Regions from separate parts of the Mus musculus genome. Here region 1 is linked to region 2. Evidence: chromatin contacts called from public Hi-C data. All regions are on one chromosome and are shown on one strand. Each heading gives the region's core, a stretch centred on a gene start, on an enhancer-like site or on the middle of the called end of the contact. The rest is flanking DNA. Distances are from core to core; before and after follow the strand shown. Region 1 overlaps Nek10 (NIMA (never in mitosis gene a)- related kinase 10). Region 2 has its middle 91 kb from the start of Slc4a7.

Region 1 (7,003 bases), core at 225-2,724, 220 kb after region 2:
GTGGTTTTCCTTTACTTTGTCATCAGCATAGCTTCTGGAAGAATCCTTTCATAATCTTAGCAAGTTCCTGTGAGTTCTTTGCTGAAACTCTTCTAGAACATCCCTAGGCAAAACTTCCAAAGGCCCCCTTCCAATCCTGCAAGTCCTGAAGCTCTGCCTGCTGCTGTCTGACCACAGCTTCTGTTTTCTCACACTGCTATTTTCTGCATCAAGCCTAGGACCCGAGCTACAGGCTTTTCCTGCTGTTATGACACAAGTTTCTTCAAAGCTCCTATCTTCAGCTCATATGATGCTAATCTTACCAGAGAGCCTTCCCTGGCCATCTCAAAATAGCACCCTGGTCTAATGTACCTGGCCTTGGTTGTTCTTTGCCATCACCCCTTGATAGTCATGGGTCTTTACAAGTGGGGCTTCTGGGCCATGTCCTCCAAAGGGGGCCCAGGGTTTGCCTCTGCTGTATCCCAAGCTCATTCAGAACCAGGCTGATGAGGCATGGTGATGAATATCTGGAAGCACTGTGCACAGTCCATCAATTAGAAGAAAGGAGATGAATCTTTTGTAGTTGTTGGCCTGAGTGCCACAGGCCCCACATGGTTTTCTTTCTGGGTAGACTTTGTGAGCTAGACTGAATGGGTAACAGAGAGGATGGAGCACAGAGACCCAAGAGGGGATTGGTGGGGATTCCAGACAGTGGCATCCCCACATGTGTTCTTGTTTCTCTTAAGTTTTATCAAAGTAGGTATGGAGTTTGCTTTTTCGTTAACCCAGATGAGTGTTAATGAAAGCAGTGCCACAGCGTGAGAAAGGAGCGCATTCTGACCTGCAGCGTGCTACAGGTAGCTCTGAGCAACAGCCTCTACACATCCACACACATACAGCTTCTCCACATGTATACACACACACATCCATGTGTTTTCAGCTACTGGCTGCTTGTCATTTGGAGCACTCACGTCACATACTAGCTTCTTCCTCTGTGAAAGAAACAGAAACCCCATCTCCCTTCTCGCTGTTTCAGATGTTATGTGTGCAGTGACATTTTTCTTTTGATATTGATAGCAGAAAGTGATGTCCTGGACGAGGGTGGTGGAAGCCGAGTGTATTAATAGTCCCGTGAAAGCAGTGGCGTACGTTCAGTCGGCAGAGAGCTGAAATTCTTTGCCCATTTATGAATTCACTCCTGTGTGGCTGTCATGTGGAGACAACCTCCAGGGAAGCACTGTCATTGCGGCCAATGACTTTTCAGGGCTGCCTCCAAGGACCCATCTCTTGTTCCCATGGCAAACATGTCTGAGAAAGTGCTTTCTGCATGTTCACTAGGAGCCCAAGCAAAGGGGGCCTGCAGTGGCCGAGTCAGCCAAACAGATGCTGATCTCCATTGGTGGCTGTTTTCCATGTAGTTCTTTGGCTACACTGAGTCCTGTGTTTTCTAGTTCCCCTGACTCTTGGCGAGCAGAGGTGCATGCAATCCCCCACAGAGCCAGGGCTGCATCCCTTGTGGCCCATCTGCTCTACTCAGCGTTCCAGGCTAGGAGCCAAGGAAGGCCTCCTCCTGAGGTCATTCTCATGGGGCAGAACCCAAGGACTCAGCCATCAGGAATCCTATTTACAATAGCAGAGTAATAACTATGAGAAATATTAATAGCCTTGGGCTTCTACCCAAAATTGCAAAGCAAAGCAAACCAAAAACGTGATTTGCCAGGAACATTCAATTCAGACTATTTTGGATCCCTTCATTTGGTTAGATTCCATGAAGAGTAAAATTAAAGTCCACATTGGTATTTCAGTCTCTCTCTCTCTCTCTCTCTCTCTCTCTCTCTCTCTCTCTCTCTCTCTCCCTCCCTCCCTCCCTCCCTCCCTCCCTCCTTCCCTCCCTCTCTCCCTCCCTCCCTCCCCCCATGTGTGTGTGTTTATGTGTGTGTGTGAAATAAGGAGAAACAAAGGCCTTTAAATATGTATTTTAATATGGGAAAAAATGCACAGGAAAGGTCACAGACTGTCCTGTGAAGACTGGCCCTGGCTATCAGGAAGACTCCTGAGGAAGAATACTGTGTACATATTTGTACCATAGATCCTGTTCCCCTTGGATAGTGAAGTGCTCTAGGCATTCACTGGTGTCAGGTTGCCCATGGCTTTTGCAGCTGTTGTTAGCCACTGTTCTTCCCTGGGCAGGGAGGGGAAAGAATCTCTGAGCTGGGGGCCTTTGCCCTGTACCCTCTTCAAAATTAGAGTATTAGAATGATCATATTTTTTCAGAATTTTCCCATATTTTCGCCACTGAAGAGTCTGAAGTATGGGGAGTCTGTGAGTACTCAGCAAGTGCTTTATGCTGACCTACAGCCTCCACCTACTTTAAAATCAATCTTTACTTTAACATCCAAGGTCATTGGCTTTACTCCGTCACTTTCATGCTTTTGTTCACTCTTCTCCAGGCTCCCCTTTACTTCTTCTTTGGAGACTCTCACTAAGTTGCTTGCTTTGTACTCCAAGTTTGTAATCTTCCTGTCTCTACTTCCTAAGTACCTGGATGGCAGGCCTGTGCTTGGAGAGTCCTGCCTAGCAGGCAGTCCAGGGGTTGGTTGACTCCTATTTTCATTTTTCCAAAGAAACTGGGCTGTGTCTCATGGCACAGGAGTCACTAATAAAGTGACTGCTCTAGAGAGGGGATGCTGTTGTTAGCAGTGGCTGTGGGCAGCTGCCAATAGCCTTGTTGGTGGTAACAAGCTTAATTCCCAGCAAGTTCTGACCATGGGCTTTTCTTCTGTATCTGTGTACTGGGAATATGGACATCAGGGAACACAGACATTCTTGGGAATAAAACCACGGGTCTAATGCCCTGCCAACCTCCATCTCGGCAGATGGAAGGAGAAGTGGGTGGTGTTGCCATGGAATGGGGACTCCTAGTACAGCCACCACAGATGCCACCCTGACTCATTCACTAGGTTTCCAAATGTGCAGGTTTGGGGGAAGGGTTAAACTCCTCAGTGCTATAGAGAAGACAGACCTGGATCTTACCTCTAGAGCCCCAGAATAGATCTAGGACAGACCAGAGGACAGTTGTCCTGGGTTTTCAGCTCAGGTCAGAGTCCTATATGTATGTGGCAGGGGTATTTACAGTATTGTGGCAATGCCTTATGTACACCCAGGTGAATGACATTTGGAGTCTGAAATACTTCCTGTTATTTCCCCATTTCCCTTGACTAAGGATGGAATTGCAGAACCTTTGTGTTTCAGGCCTTTGTTAATACTGGCACCATGAATGATTAATTTTGAACTAGCTTGCAGAGCAGTATGGGGCATGCATCACCAGGCTGGAGTTGCCTTCTATAGACAATGACTAGCTGCACTCACAATAGCACGATCCAGAGCAGGGCAGTGGTTAGCTGCCTTTTTCACTTCAGGAGGATACTGGGCTCTGTGCTCACTTCTGCACTAAACATGCTCTGAGTTAGAACAGTACAGGTTATGGGAGTCCTGGTGCTGGAGAGCCACAGAAGGCTGCCATTGGGAAACACCTTAGGCCCTGACTCATAGACAACCTGTTGCATAGGCTGGAAGGGAGCAAGGGATTGTGGCATGAGGTAGGCTTAGAGGCTCATGGGAAGACTGATCCCACAAAGCCTGTGGGCAAGATGATGGATTGATTGTGAGACTTTTATTCTGTTAGGAAGCATGGAAGATTCCTTTAACATTTTAACGACACATACTGCCAGCTGTAGCTACACTCAAGATGCTGAGTGATGAAGCACGTGCTCTCTGAGACCCAGCAGGATGTGAAGAACAGAGACTGTTCCAGGGGAACAGAATGGTCAGGGGACCTTCTGTTGTCTGCCTTCGGTGTTAACCAGAGAGGCAGTAGGCTGCTGTTTCTCCAGCTGCTCCACCTTCTCTGCTGTTCCAGTAGCTGCCTTTTTTTGTTCTGAGAAGGTCTTAATGTATCTCAGACTGGCCTTGAGCTTGATTTATAGCCAAGGAGGACCTTAAATTTCTGATCCTTCCCAGCTCTAGGCTCTTCAGTGTCTACCACCATGCCTGGCTCAGAAATGTTGTAAAGACAAGACAATAGGGGATTCTTGTTGTTAGTTCAGGAGACTGGTCTTGAACTTAAGACCCTTCTTCTCCTCGGCCTTCAGAGTTCTGGAATTTTTATATCAAGCTCAGCCTAGGCTACAGAATGAAACTCTATCTCACAGTGTTTTGTTTTTGTCCTCTTAGTACATGTGAGTAACTTCTTCAAGTGGCTCCTTAGTGGTTAGGGCATTGATATTTATTAAGCCAGTCCTAATTATTGGAAGCCTTAGCTCTTCATCTTGATTTAGGGACAGCATGAACTACTTCTAGGGCAGTGCGAGTCTCTGATGCAGGTCAGTTTGGAACCACAGTGGTGAAGATGGTTTCTGTATGTTTTGCATTGGTGTGGGTCAAGGGTCACCAAGCCACAGTCCTTTACAGAGGAAACAGAGCTGGGTCACCAGCCCCTTCATTCACAGGCTTCCCTTCCATTCATGGCTGTGTGCTGCCTGTGAACTATCTAAACACCAACATGCCTTCTCTTCTCTTTCAGAGAGTGGGTTAATCGTGCTCCATCCATTCATTTTCTGAGAGTGTTAATTTGTCTGAGGCTGCTGATGCGGGATCCATGTTATCAGGTTGGTTGAACAAAGTAAACCCGTTCTTCATTTGTGACCAAAGTAAAATAATGAAATTAAAAACACAGTGGGCCTTTTATCAAAGTGAACCATGTTAATGTTTCTGTCACTAGTCAGGACCTTACAGATGTGACATATAGCTCACCTGCTATTGGAAAAGGTTATGAAGAAGCAATTTGTAGACCCATACATCTGGTGGTTTATACTTAACCTACAAGGTTCAATGACTGAGTTCTGGTCTATGTGTTCACTGCTATCAAACCTTTGAAGCCATTTCAAGTTCAAGAAGGTACATAGAAGGCCACACACTGAAGCATGTTTAAAGCTACAAGGCTCCCAATGGCAAAGTCAGCAGTGACAAGAAGGGAGCTCACTGTGTAACTCTAGAGGCATCCCTTAGAGACTGCAGGGCTGTAGCCTGTTAGCTACCAAGATCTCATCCCTTCCCAGCTTCCAGTTGGTAACTCTGAGCCCAGGAGAGCATAGGGCCTCCCTCTATTGGTGTCAGGGGAGGCCTGTAGCTAGAATCTTCCCGTTTTAGCTGGATATGCTGCCTCTAGTTTATATCCTCTTGTATTTTAATGTACATGGGAATCCAATGGATATAGATTCTTCCTCAGGAGGAAGAAACATTTCTTTTTAAAGATGTATTTTTATTTATGTGCATGTGTATGTGCCTATTACAGATGCTAGGAGCGGGTGTTGGGTGCTTGGTACTGAAGCTGCAGGTGGTCATGAGCGACCTAGATATGGGTACTGGGAATCAAACTCCCATCCTCTGTAAGAGCAGCAAGTGCTCCCAACCTCTGAGTCAGCTTTCCAGCCCACTTCTGCATTTCTAATACAATTCCAGGAGATATCGAGGCTGCTGGGCCATAGTTCACCTTGAATAGCAAAGGCTTAGTGTTTTAGCAGTGAAAGTTTAAAGAATGGCCTACCCAAGGAATCTGGGCTTGAACCTTCTTCTTTCTGGCCTGGTTTATTTGCCAGGTTTACTGTGTTTCTGAAGCACCTAGAGGTGTTTCCGATCAGTAGGGTTGTGGTTAGACAGAGTGCTCTGTCCCCAGAAACGAGGCTGCTGGCTGAGGCTGACACCTCATGGCTGCTTCTATTCAACTCTGCTAATATCTCGAGAATGAATTATTTGTAAATACAGTTGTTGTTGTTTCTTCCAAAGGTTCTTGTTTTATGCTGAGCATTATAAACTACTGGGAAGCCACACTACCAAGGAAGGCTCTTATGGTAGATTCAGTTCTATTGGTATATATTTTTTTTTCAATTTCAGCCAGAATGATCTATTCATTTCTCCAGTCATCATCTTTCCCAGACTTATCACCAAAACGTGTCTCCCTTTGACTGGAGTGTTCTGGGGCTCTTGGTCACAGTATACCTTCTGTTCAGAGGCTGACCACCTTCCTCCCATATATTCTGAGCTGGCCTTGTGCTGTTATTGCCGACTGCAAACCTTTGCACGTGTTGTTAGGGCATCCAGCAAATGGCATTCTGTCCTGGCTGTCCACAGCTGTGAGCCGCTAATGTAGAGCTGGGTGAGCCATGCTTTTTACAGCTACTTCTGCCAAGTACTCAGAGCTGCATATAGAAGGAGGAGCATGTGTTTGGCTTTTCCTGTCAGGCCAGGGTGTGCTGACTGCTCCTACTCTATGAATTCCAGCCCCACAAGGAGGTCTCATAAGTCTCCATGTGATAAAAAGACTAAATGCAGACTATTAAAGAACATTCAAGGAGGAGCCGCCAGTTCTCAGACTCTCAAGACATTAGCAAAGGGTTGCCTCAGAATACCTTGTTTGCTGAGAAAATTAGTGACAATTGATCTGCTTTTAAGGTATCACCTTTGTCTATGCTGCTTTTGATTGATTGGCAGAAGGTAGATTACAATTCTCTTTAAAGCAAAGAATGCACTGACTAGTCTGTTTATGATATTTTGATACATCCTGGTCCAGTGTCCCTGGCTGACAGTCTTTCCATACAAGGGGAATCTGCCCAAGCTGTGCTCCTGGTCTGCCTCCTAAACAGAAGCCTGTGTGCTCTGCCAGTTGTATAACACTTTGAGTTGCCAAGAATTCTCGGCCAAAATCACAAAAGGCCATGCTAGGGATTACTCCAAGGTTCCAGTGAATGTCAGCAAGCCTTTGCCATCACTGCTCTTTCCTCTACTCTTCCTCAAGCCAGTGTGCAGGCCTAGTCTGTCTCCACTTCTCATGGCCAGTCTTCCTGCTCATGGCCTTCTAAAACCACATCATGGGTTTTACAGAGGAACCATAAATCAGGCTGCTGGGAGCCTTCTCCTTTCTCTTCTTAGTTATTTGATATGTTTGGACTGTCGTGCAGGTCTCTTC
Region 2 (6,329 bases), core at 3,418-5,917:
ATGACTTTCCACGATTGAACAACAGAGATTCCTGGATAAGCTGGATCAGGGCAGAAGGAACCCAGCCTGAACGACAGCACAAAGCAGGACCCCAGATTGCTCAGACATCGGGAGGAGCACAGGGAAGGGAGCTGTCTGATACAGAAATGACAAAACGGACAGAAGGAGAGCAGCCATTACTTCCACACCAGAAGCTAAAAGCCACCTCAGCAGTGTGAAGATTCCTCTGCTCTGCTGGCCCTCTAGGCACACAGGCAGTCAGGTATGACCTCTGTGCAGTCCCTCTCCCTTCTTTATAACTTCTTCAGACTTCTGCCTTTAATTCTCACTTCACTGCCCTAGTAGGATAAGATAGCTGCTGTTCTTCAAGGCGTCAGACACTAAGGAAAAAAAGTGTTAGAGAGGGATAGGATTAGACGTATTCTCTTTTGTCTCTCTCTCCTCTCCTCCAAACTCCTACCTCAGTATTTTTTTCTAAAAGATCATCACTTCTGACTGAGCCCTTTGCTCTCCCAGCAATGCAGGCATAGCTACTGGTCAGGAAGGCAGGACCCCAAATCACAGTTCAAAGAAAGTCCTGGCTGGAGGGCAGGAACAGGACCACCAGGAGAGTGAGTTCTGCCACCTTGCTACCCTTCCCCTGTGAGGATCAGCCTGAAATTGACAGCAGGTACCTGGACACCTAAGGATAGGCAGACTGGACAGGCCAGCTCATCCCCTCCTAACTCACCTCATTTCTGCCTCAAATCCTTGAAATAATCGCGTAGACAAGCCCCTAAAGCCTCTCCATCCATTCTCCTGGATGTGCTCTTACTACATGGAGCTAGCCTTCTCTCTTGTGTTTCCACCTGAGAAACTAGCAAACCCACACTCTGTGTGCCCAGAGTTTCATTCTTCAAATGTGTGAAATAAGGGCCTAAGAGTCTCTGGCTTCAGGAAGAGTATTGCCATGAAGTTTTCCAGGATCTTAGCCCCTTGAGCCAAGATGCTCTCAAAGGGCTCTCAGAATTCCCTTATCACCAGGCAGGAAGACGCTGGCTTTTGTTCCCTCCCACACATCATACAGGCAGACTGTTTTTGCAGAGTACAATGAGTCTGTGTTTGGTTTTTTTTTTCAAAGGAGCATGTGAAATGCCAACATCACCAACTCATTTGTTTGAAAACCAAAAGCTTTCCTCGAATTCAACATTCTTACACTGCCTTGTTTCCAGCCGACCACTTGGCCTCTACAACATCAATAGAAGGTGGGAAAGAGTGTCCAGTGGCAAGGTGACAGGGGAAAGCGGTGAATGTGAGTGCTGGGTTAGCCAATGAGCAACATCCATCAAAGGAGCAGAAAACAGTTTGAATTGACAGATGAGTTTGTGTTTCCCCAATAACTTTGGAATCCAGACAAAGAAATTACCATCGGCTTTTCATAGTGTTAAACACAATCATAAAAATATATCTTCTGTGTTTGTACACAAGATTACAGCTTATTGTAATGTCTACTATACATTAGTATTTTAGACTATAGTTTAAAATGTACAACGTTGCAGGATACATTTATAATATATCATTAGATATATTTTTCTAACACATTTTAGAAGTTATTAGAAGTTATAGAAGCTAGCTGCTGAAGTTATTAGAGTTTGAGAGAGACTCTAAGATGGACTGTTCCTTTGAGTGAGAGATATATTCAAGTAGTTAATGATGCCATGGAAAGACAGCATGACAGGGAATCGGAGGACAGTTCAGCCATGTGGCAGAATGAGGGTCCTTTCTTAGAGATGTCAAAAAAAAGGAGGGAGGCTTCGTGACACACAGTTACTAAGTTACTATAGTGCATACTTCTCTGATTCCCAGAAGGAAGAGAGGACATCATTTTGAGAAAAAAATGTGGGCTGGACCCAGGATCTACTATGAGAGAGGAGAGAGACAGACGGTTGATGGGCGTGGCTTAGACAGCATATGATGATGTTCATTGTAACTGCTCTAGTCACATCTGAAGTGTGAGTAAACTTAAAAGCATGCTAGTAAGAAAGTAAGAAACCACTGCAGCAGCGTCTGGAGGCTGGGGAAGAATGATTTCAGGTTCAAGGCCAGCCTGAGCTACACACTGCGAGCCTGTTTCAGGATCTGCAGGATACATTTACCCCCACCCCCATTATTGGTAATGCAATCACATGCTGTTGAATGGTGGTTTCAAACATAAGCCATGTTTATTTATTATTTGCAAAATTAGTTTGTTTGTTTGTTTTTTCAAATGAAGACTAACACATCCAGTTTTGTCTCTTCTACCATTTTGTTGTTGTTGTTATTGTTGTTGTTGTTGTTGTTGTTCAGTAGGATGAATTCTGGATGTCAAAAAGAAGAGGAGAGAGCCACTGAGATCTTTGAAAAGCAGAGTGAAGTTTTTCATGAGCTGCTCATCAGTTGCTACATCCCCCACTACGAGCTCACATCTCGATGAAGCTTCTGTTGTGAGGCTCACCATTTGTTCTTTACATGTGAGGAAACTTCTGGGTGCTGATGAGTTCTACAAGAACATAAATGACCTACACAGCTAAATAACAATCTTCCAACCATGTAAGATTAAGGAGTTATTGTGGCCTTGTAGATACTGTCATTGGGTGGAGCTATCAGACTTGCTGTTGTGGGTGGATTTACCCAAGACACTATTCAGATATCCAATCTCTGCTTGCTATGTAATTTCCTTTATTTGGTCTTGGCTGCTGCGTTCTGGGTGGCAAAGATGGGCAGGTTCCTGAAAGTTGCATGGCCTGACCCTCATGGGTCAGCGGAGAGCCTGTTAGTAAGACAAATCATCAATGCAGAGATGTCTTCTTACTTTGTAGCAAGTTTGTACTATTTTCAGACAAGTTAAAAGGCCAAATTTATATGATAATCTCATCAAAAAATTCATATTAGAAGACTGTCATGGTCAGTGTTCTATTACTGAAGAGATAGAATGACCATGGCAACTCTTATGAAAGAAAGCATTTAATTGGGGCTTGCTTACAGTTTCAAAAGGTAGTCTATTATCATGACAGGAAGCATGGCTGCACACAGGAAAATATGGTGCTGGAGAAGGATCTGATAGTTCTCCATCTGGATCCATATGCAGCAGAAGGAGAGAGATGTTGGGCCTGGCTTGGGCCTTTGAAACCTCAAAGCCTAATGACACTTCTTCTAACAAGGTTGCAGCTACTCCAACAAGGACACACCTCCTAATCCTTCTCAAGGAGTGCCACTCCCTGATGACTAAGTATTCAAATCTATGAGTTGATGGTGGAGGGGAAGGGCAGTTTTACCCAAACCACCATGTTCTGCTGCCCTAGTAGGTTTGTAGCCAGCTCACAATGCAAAAATGATTTCAGTCCAACTTCAAAAGTCCCCATAATCTATAGCAATCTCAACACTGTTTAAAAGACTAAAGTTCAAAGTCTCTTCTGAGGCTCAAGGCAATTTCTTAACTGTAACCTACTGTAAAAACTCAAAATTAAAAAATCACATACTTCCAATATACAATGATATATATATATATACATATATATACATATATATATATTACAGAAAATATATTACCATTTGAAAGGGACAAAAGGGAGCATAGTGAGGAAATATTGGACCAAAACAAGAACAATAACCAGGAGACCAACTCCATACTCCAAATCTGCATGTCTGATATTAAAGCACTATTCAGGTCTCCAATTCCTCTCAGTTTTGTTGACTGAAACATACTTCTCTCTCTCGGGCTGTTAATAGCTCTTCTCAGCAGGTATACCATGGCATCTCCAACATCTTGGGGTTTCTACTAGGGGCAGAGTAGGGGGCAGAGGTCCCTGCAGGTTCCTATCCCTGGTGATACCCCCAGGAAGAGGAAATAGGTCAGAGAGGAAGAAGAAAAAGAGGGGTACCGGCATGTGGAATAAAACCAATAGCATCCAACATGATTTATCACAGAGTCATACAATTAAATGAAACTTCACTTGTAGTGTAACTCTTGATTGTAAATGCCGACATTCTCCCTGAGGCCCTTTCCACTGCATGAGTAACCATGATTTATGAATTTCCTGTGGCTTCTGCCCCTTGCCTGCTTATCACCAATTGATTTATGATCAAGTGAACTGGAAAATCTGGGAGGTAAGAATTCCAAGCCAGTGGTCAGTGGCCTTTGCTCTTACATCTGCGCCATTCATACAGATACAATCAAATTGCAGTAAGAGCAGTAGCTACAGCCTCAGAGTTCCTCTGATAAAATGATAGGACTGCTCAGAGTCTAGAATAAAATACAAGTCCTGTGTGTGTGTGAGAGAGAGAGAGAGAGAAAGAGAGAGAGAGAGAGAGAGAGAGAGAGAGAGAGAGACTCAGAAGAAGAAACGGGTTGGGTGGTGGAGGAATCTCTCTGTTTATGTGAAAGACCAGAGTAAGGTTAAATATGGGCCGTCCTGAAGAGAAGAAGAAGACAAGAAAAGTGAAAGCCAAATTCTAAGCTAGGGAGAAGCTACTGACAAGGCTGTACTAGTGTGTGAACAGTGATGGTCTTTTCTGCTTGTGTGAACAGTGATGCTTTTTTCTGCTTCACCTCAAAATCCCTGTGCTGCTTTTTCTGCCCATCTTAGAAGGACAGAAATGGAAAAGCAAATCGAAATGACAAAGAGCAAAGCAGAAGGGCTGCTGAGAGGAGTAACGCTTCAGAGCACCGGCCTCACCCCAGTCCCATCTGTTGAAGAATCTCATAAATGTAACACAGGCTTACAGAGAAGAAACAAATTTATTATACAAAGTATCCAGTTGCAACCCTGAAAATTCTGAAGGAAAAACTTTATGTACCAGGAAAGTTCTGGCAAAATTGTACACAAACAGAAGGCTGTTTGAGGCTTTGGAATTATTAAAGCAAGTTCCAGGACATGAGAAATTATCCAGTCTCTGTAAGACCATGTCTTTGTTCTGTTGTTCTGTTTTTCTTCAGCCATTAACTACCTTAATACACTGATGTTGGCAGCTAAGGACAGGAGATAGAATTAGTGGAAGAGTCTTATTGCATTTTAAGATTGTGTTAAACACACAAGCACATCGCAGCTCTCTGAAGAACGTGACTCCTGTAATCTTTCTTCAAGAGTTATCAGTGGATCTTCCTTCACAAACCTAGTGGTAGAGGCAGCGAACGTTCTTAGACATGCTGACAAGGAATAGGAATATAGCCTCCAGGGGAAGCTGTGATTTCTGTTTGCCTCCCATCCATGAAAACATTTGTTTCTGGTTCCCTCCGAAGGGTACTGTGAGTGGCTAAAAGAACTCACACCCCAGAAAACCAGTCTTGGGATTGTACAGGAGGTTCTAGAATAGACAGCAAGTGTTTGCTTGAAAATAGATTATTCTCTCCTGGAAAGTTGGGGGACAATATTCTGACTCAGCACCCCCTACTTAACTTTCATCAAAAGGTGAAAGAGTGAATAGAATGTCTATCTTCTCTTTCTGACTTCTGTTGATATTAATTTCCACATCTGACTTTATTTTCTGGCTGTGTTTATATTTCCCTTTGTTCCTTGCTCGTCTGTACACTGTCCTAGCTCTTGCTTTGCTTCCCCTCCATGCTCCAATCTGTCCTCAGGCTGGGGAGGTAATGCAGTAAAAGTAACAGGGCCAAGTTCTAGACCTTTAGCTGAATTTCTTATGTCTTTGATGTGTGATCACTGCAGCTGCTGCTTTCTGGTCCCCTTCCTAAGCTGTTGTACTAGCCATGCACCTAGCTATTCACACCTGCACCTTTGCCCCTATACAGTTAAAACGTTCTCCATGGTGGTCCTCTCAAAAGTTAGAGCAGCCTGTCCTGGTGGCGCAGACCTGCAGTTCTAACTCTGGAAGCTGAGGCAGGAGCATCACAAGCTCAAGACGTGGCTGAGTTGCAGAGAGAATTCAAGGTCAGAATGGGAGACATAATAAGATCCCGTCTCAAATTGTAAAGTAAATGCAAAACTCCTCCTGGCAGATGCTCGTAGCTAGAGCCCTGGTCCAGCATGAGGAACTGTGTTCCATCTCCAGCTGCCTTCTCAGGTGTTATTCATTCATAAGTTACCCGTGGCTTCCTATCTGGCTCAGTACACAATTCAGGTTCCCCACAGGATTTATTTCACTGTAAGCAGTGTGAGCCCTTTCTTGTTTCCCAGTCTTGCTGATGTCCCTCCTCCTTGGCTCTTTCCATTACAGCCACTCTGGTCCTTTTCTGCTCTGCCACGAGATACTTTACCTAGAAGCCTGCTTCTCTCATCTCTGTGCTTCAGCATTCTCCTCCCATCAGCGCCCCAATGAGGATACTTATCTCTGTACCATACTCTTTTCTGCAG

Evidence for each region. A called contact is a pair of places that touch in the nucleus more often than the background predicts.
Region 1: a Hi-C map of uterus shows a contact between it and region 2. The contact joins two enhancer-like sites. A contact is called at or near these places in 2 of 484 Hi-C or Micro-C datasets (uterus and ventral hippocampal neurons) and 1 of 9 other capture datasets (liver).

Annotation. Positions count from the first base shown.
Region 1 is chr14:14,831,582-14,838,584 of GRCm38.p6, forward strand. Nek10 (NIMA (never in mitosis gene a)- related kinase 10) reads left to right here. Exons shown (of 35, transcript NM_001195229.1): 5 at 4,562-4,646. Among named protein-coding and RNA genes, the nearest start is that of Nek10, 14 kb to the left of the region's middle. Within about 2 kb of position 1,475, at least 82 of the 459 cell types and tissues checked have an H3K27ac peak or open chromatin away from gene starts, as enhancers often do. A contact at or near this core is called in uterus, where this site is marked.
Region 2 is chr14:14,608,379-14,614,707 of GRCm38.p6, forward strand. No RefSeq gene overlaps it. Among named protein-coding and RNA genes, the nearest start is that of Slc4a7, 91 kb to the right of the region's middle. Within about 2 kb of position 4,668, at least 12 of the 459 cell types and tissues checked have an H3K27ac peak or open chromatin away from gene starts, as enhancers often do. A contact at or near this core is called in uterus, where this site is marked.